Linked DNA regions of Gossypium hirsutum: region 1 is linked to region 2. A link is a contact called in public Hi-C data. All regions are on one chromosome and are shown on one strand. The core of a region is the stretch at or near the end of the contact, and the rest is flanking DNA. Distances in the headings are between cores, read along the strand shown. Region 1 has its middle 60 kb from the start of LOC107936732. Region 2 holds the start of LOC107936645.

Region 1 (2,700 bases), core at 182-2,681, 200 kb before region 2:
TCCTGGCAACAAAACAGACTGGATTTAAAACAAAGCAAATCTTACCTGTTCCTTTAGTCGAGAAGAATATAAATATGTATATGCATAACAAGGATTATCAAACACCTGTAATAGAACACGAGCTGGCTTGAAGGGGATTTCAACTTGCTTTGGTGATGTATTTTCCCAATCAATAATTTTCTCAACATCTTCCTTCTTCACTTGGAAGTTGTCACAATTACGAACAGCAGACTCAAGCAGGATTCTGATCGAGTATGGTAGTTTATCTATTACATATACAGCAGAAGCAAGGGACAGACACAATCAGTCACATAACTAATGGAAATTACTGGGCTGGACCCAAGGCATGAAGTAGTATATCCAACCAAGTCATCGAGTGAATGTATATACTATGTATAGTTGTACGAGAAAATTACCAATCCTTGGATCATTGAGAGCAGGCAAGCTATAGAACTTTCCAAACTCGACACCACCTGGCTTGGGAAGACTCGTCAACACTTCCTTAAAAGGATGTTCAGCAGCTGAAAACCATAAAAACATGTTAACCAAATCAAAACTCCAAGGTGATGAATTGAATTGTCAATTTTAGAATACTTTCCAAACATTATACTAATTTCAAAAAATATATATCTCCTTGATCCTGCAATCAATAATGATATGTTAATTATGAACCGGAAAAAAACAATTAAAAATTTTAAATTTGAGGCCTCTCGCTCATTGAAAACTAACAAAGACTTCGACTTAGAGTGAGAAAGTCAGAGACGTTAATCTAAACTAAAACTAAAATCAGCAAATAAAATGTTGAATTAAGATTAAAACAGAATCAAAAGCAAGCGAAAGAAAGAAGCTCCAAAAGTATTGGAGAGTGGTACCCATAGTAGCAAAATGCTTCTGAAAGCGTTCAATGACAGGATTAAAGGCTCTGATCTGAGCAGGGAGGCTAATAGGAGATCTCCAATCGAGACGGTGGCACCATCGCGAAGCAGAGGAATGGAAAGAACGAACAACGACGGAGGCAGTAGATCGCTGGTTGTTAAGAGCAGAAGAAGAGGCGGGATTGAGATTTCTTAAAGAAGAAGGAAAAAAGCGAGAACGAGTGTAAGAGGAAGCTGCTCTTAAGAAAGAGGAAGCAGCTGAAGAAGAGGTGGAAATATACATGACGTCAAATGATGATGTAAAAGATCAAAGGATTTAACGAACACACATTCACAGGATAATGGCAGTAATCATTAAGCAGAAGATAAGGGAAGTTCAATGACAGGAGCAACCAAACAGAAATTCATGGCCCTTTCTGCTGTTTTATTATTATTATTATTATTTTATTTTACCTAAGTTTATTAAAAATGGATGAGAAGAGAAAGAGAAAGGCGTATGGGAAGTGAGGACAGTGGAATGAGGAAGGAACACAGGCTACGTGCCCGCTCTCTAGAACGGCTCTGGCCTCTTCAGAGCTGGTCACTCCGGAATTCCTGGGATCTATAAACGTGCTATCTGTTTAGGGTTTTAATTTTTACTCACCAATTAAGTTCTGCCACCTGCATCTTTTAATTATATTCTTTATTAACAATAATTAGAGCCGATGAGTTGAGTCAGGTTCGGATCAGATCAAATCAAAAATCTAGGTCCGTTGTGTAGGTCTGGACTTGTTCTTGTTCTTGTTCAAAAAATGGGTCTAAAATTTTGTCTAAGTCTAACATAGATAAAAATGCTAAAACTCGAGTTTGGCTGAACGCACTCGTATTAAAAATTTTTCTATAAAAATAAATTTAAAAAATATAATACAAAATAAATGTTTCCTACAAAATAGAAAAAAAATAGGTGTAACTTAGCAAACAAATAGCTCTAAAATAGTAACAAAATTAATAATAAAACAACAGTTATACAATATTCAAACAATAACAATAAAATAATAGAAATATAATATAGCGAAATAATAACAAAACAATGAAAAGACAGTAGCAAAATAATAATAAAAACAAAGTAGTTCGTTTTTTTTGCAAATTCGGGTTAGGTCGAGGCCCAGGCAAAAAAAAGTTTACCCAAGCCCCAATCCATTTAGAAAATGGGTCTTACTTTTTTATCCAAACCTATTTTTTGGCTTATATTTTTTTCCAAAATCAGATATAGTCATAATGCATAATTTGGTATTGAGTTTAACTTCTTCTTTTTTAATTTGGTGTTTGTGTTATTTTTTTTCAATGTGATACTTGTATTTCACAAAAAGTTATATATTTTGGTGTCTGAAAATAATCATGTTAATCTTTTAATGTTTAATTCAAGTTTTAGAATTGATTTGATGAAAATTTATATTTAGCTAACAATATTAGCAATTAGTTCAATTAATATTAAATTTATTCTATTAATAAAATTATGAAAAATCCAAACATATTAATATTAGTAATTAATATTCATCAAATCAATTCTAAAATTCGAATTAAACATTAAAAAGTTAACACCGTTACCTTTGAGTACCAAAATATATATCTTTTGCCAAATACAAATACTAAATTGATATAGAAAATAATATAAATATCACATTAAAAAAATATCAAACTCAGATATCAAATAATATATTAAGCATTGTTAGTAATCTGATTAGTCCTTAAAACAATTTAATTTCTATTAACTGATTATGGAGTTCAACTCTAACTATTTCAATGTTTAATTTGAATAATTCATAAGTTTAATTAATTTTTTATT
Region 2 (2,819 bases), core at 275-2,774:
CCCTTCTTCATACTAGGAATATCCCCTTTAGACTCTGCTTGAAAATCAAATTTTAAGTCAATGAAACCCGAATCATCCCCACCATTAAAATAACTCTCTTTCAAAGAAAAGACCCGCCTGTTTGCACCACTAAAACCCCCATCAACATCCATGAAACTGCCGCCGGCCACGCCACTTTTCCTAATGGCTGCAATATCGGACTCCATAAAAGTACTGTCTCTTCTTTCACTATCAAAACCACTTCTCCTTGGTTCTGCTTCACTAAACCCACTTTTCCTCTCAGGATCAAAGAGCAAACCGCCATTGACGCCGGAACTCCGTGCAGCCGAAATCGAGCTCCTAGCACCTGAAAAGTTCATAACGTCACTTCCATCTTCTGATCCAAAAAACCCACCCCCTCTGAAACTGCAAAGAGACCTTGACCTTGAAACCCCCATGTAATCAACCACCCACAAATCACTTTTCTCATCACCCCCACAAACACTCTTCCCACAGTTAGTCTCTTTGTCCCTCTTCTTCTTGAAAAACCTCCCAATTCTCCAAAACCCGTTCTTTTTCTTGATCTCCACACAGCTGCTATTGCTTCTCTTGAGCAAGATAACATCCTCTGATTTAGTATTATTTCCACTACTAGTGCTTTTAGCCTTGGGGTTTGAAACTTGATGATCTCTGCTGTTTTCATTCTCTATCAAGAAGGAGACCCGACCAACGCTGCCCACTTCACCACCGGCGCATGAATTTCGAGGGTTGGTGGCGATTTCAGAGCAAGAGCAAGACGAAAGGCGTTGCTCACCACAGTCGGAGCAAACCAAGTTGATCAAACGATCCTTAAGACAATACGCACATACACCAGCAGAAGACGATTGTGGATGTTTCCTACATGGAACAACATCCGATGAAGTGCTATAGTCTTGGAAAAAATCAATGTTGTTGTTGTTGTTGTTGTACACTTCCACAGCTTTGCCTCTCACTTTCATGGCTTCTCTTCATCATGTAACTAAAATGGAGCTCCAAACTTGAGAAAGATTGGCTTATCAGGGATTACTTCAGGGACAAGACACAAAACACACAAATCGAAAAAGGGTATAAAGATCAAAATGCTTGCTTTAATAGGCATATATTGAAGCTGATCAAGGAAGCAAAGGATCAAATCAAATATGAAAAAAAAGGGTAGGTAAAGGCTCTCTAGATATTCAAGTATTGCAAGAGGTAGTAGCTTAACACTTGTAGGTAGATTGAATGATAATAAAAAGCATAGAGAAGGCGTTAGCTTTACGTTTTTTCTTTAGACAAAGAGAAAAACAGTGTTGCAGAAAAAAGCACTATTTCCTACATGTATAATTATGTAGGGACATTATAAGTGAATGCAACAGCAATTTTCAGTAAAGTTGCAAATACTCCAATATAACAACCTTTACCTTTTTTTTTTTCTTTAGGAAGACTATTTCGATCTAGGGTTTAGGGTTAGCGCATAAGACTAAAAATGATACCTGTAAATCATCCATCAAATAAAACTATGGATGAGACTCGTTAAATTTCAATGTTTATTGAAATATTAATGTGTACTCACTGAGACAATTTTAAAAATACAGAATCAGGCTCTCTCACTTTTAGCAAGTGTTTTGAATCAATATGGTCCAAATCCATCAATCTGTCATGTGTTTTCTTAACTTTTTCCCGGATTTTCTCCACTTTATCTTTCTTGAGTATTGACTTTTTCTTGCCCATGCTAAGTGACACAAACCACGTTCTTAATTAGATTTGTTTTCTTCATTTCTTTTTTGTTCTATTATTGGATTGATGAAAGTTACCTATCAGGCAAAAAAAAAAAAAGCATAAAAAGAGCTTAGTTAAGAATGCATAAATTAATTTGGTCCACTTTTTCTTTTACAAATGTTTCCCATGGTTCTTTTTCATATTAGATCTTCAGCACGTGTTGTACCGACAGATCCCATTGTCATGGTCCCCTGCAGGATTCAACACTTAACTTCCTTGGCTTTTTATTCCTGCCCTCATATGCTTGCTTACTTTGGTAGTCTTGTTCATATCAAATACGAATCAATTTGGCAACCAAAACCTCAACGATTGTTAAAAAAAATTACTAGATCCTATTAATATAAAAATAGCTATTGTGTTTTCTCCCCCCACAAAACCAGAAGTCAAATGGTATGTAACATTGGAGATGAATTATGCCAAAGCTTTTAAAGAAAAAAAAAGGTTGTTAATGGCAGAAGCATGACCATGGTGAGATATAATGGGGGAGGCAGCATGCTAGATCTACATACATCATTGAGACAAATAAAGTAATAATTCTTTCAAGTAATATTGTTTTTGGTCCAACTTATTTGATTGTATTTGGAGATGGTGATAATCATGATGTTCCATTGTTCTTTCTTCACTAATAATTTTGTAATCTTTGTAATTGATGAAACCCTAAAAGGGTTTTTGGGATTGTCAAGTTCAAAAGTTTTTCACTTTGAAAATGCTCCCCAGTTTATTTTTTTTACTAGAGATCTGTAGAAACATATCTTTTAAAATTATTGCATTAGGAAAAAGTTAAAATGATTTTAATTATAAATAAATATTTGATGGACACCCGTTAATACAATATATATATATTTACTATCTAACCAATCTCAAATGCTGTTTGAAGTAGAAGAAATTCATGGGGGGTGAAATTGAAAAATAAGGAAAGAATGATGGTTGATGCCATGTGGTGTATGTATTACCTTTTACTTTAATGCCTGCCTGCCTACCTTTAGCTTGGTGGAAGCCAGCAAGCGTTTAAGGGGCTCCGTGCTCATATGAAAATGATAGTT

What was found. A called contact is a pair of places that touch in the nucleus more often than the background predicts.
Region 1: a Hi-C map of leaf shows a contact between it and region 2, with 2.2 times the contacts expected there. The contact joins the enhancer-like site here to the promoter of LOC107936645 in region 2. A contact is called at or near these places in 6 of 34 Hi-C or Micro-C datasets (callus, hypocotyl and leaf).

What each region holds. Positions count from the first base shown.
Region 1 is chrD02:48,189,577-48,192,276 of Gossypium_hirsutum_v2.1, reverse strand. It overlaps the pseudogene LOC107936722. Among protein-coding and RNA genes, the nearest start is that of LOC107936732, 60 kb to the left of the region's middle. Within about 2 kb of position 1,431, at least 8 of the 9 cell types and tissues checked have an H3K27ac peak or open chromatin away from gene starts, as enhancers often do. A contact at or near this core is called in hypocotyl and leaf, where this site is marked.
Region 2 is chrD02:47,989,787-47,992,605 of Gossypium_hirsutum_v2.1, reverse strand. LOC107936645 reads right to left here and starts at 1,524. Exons shown (of 1, transcript XM_016869399.2): 1 at 1-1,524. The coding sequence starts at 977.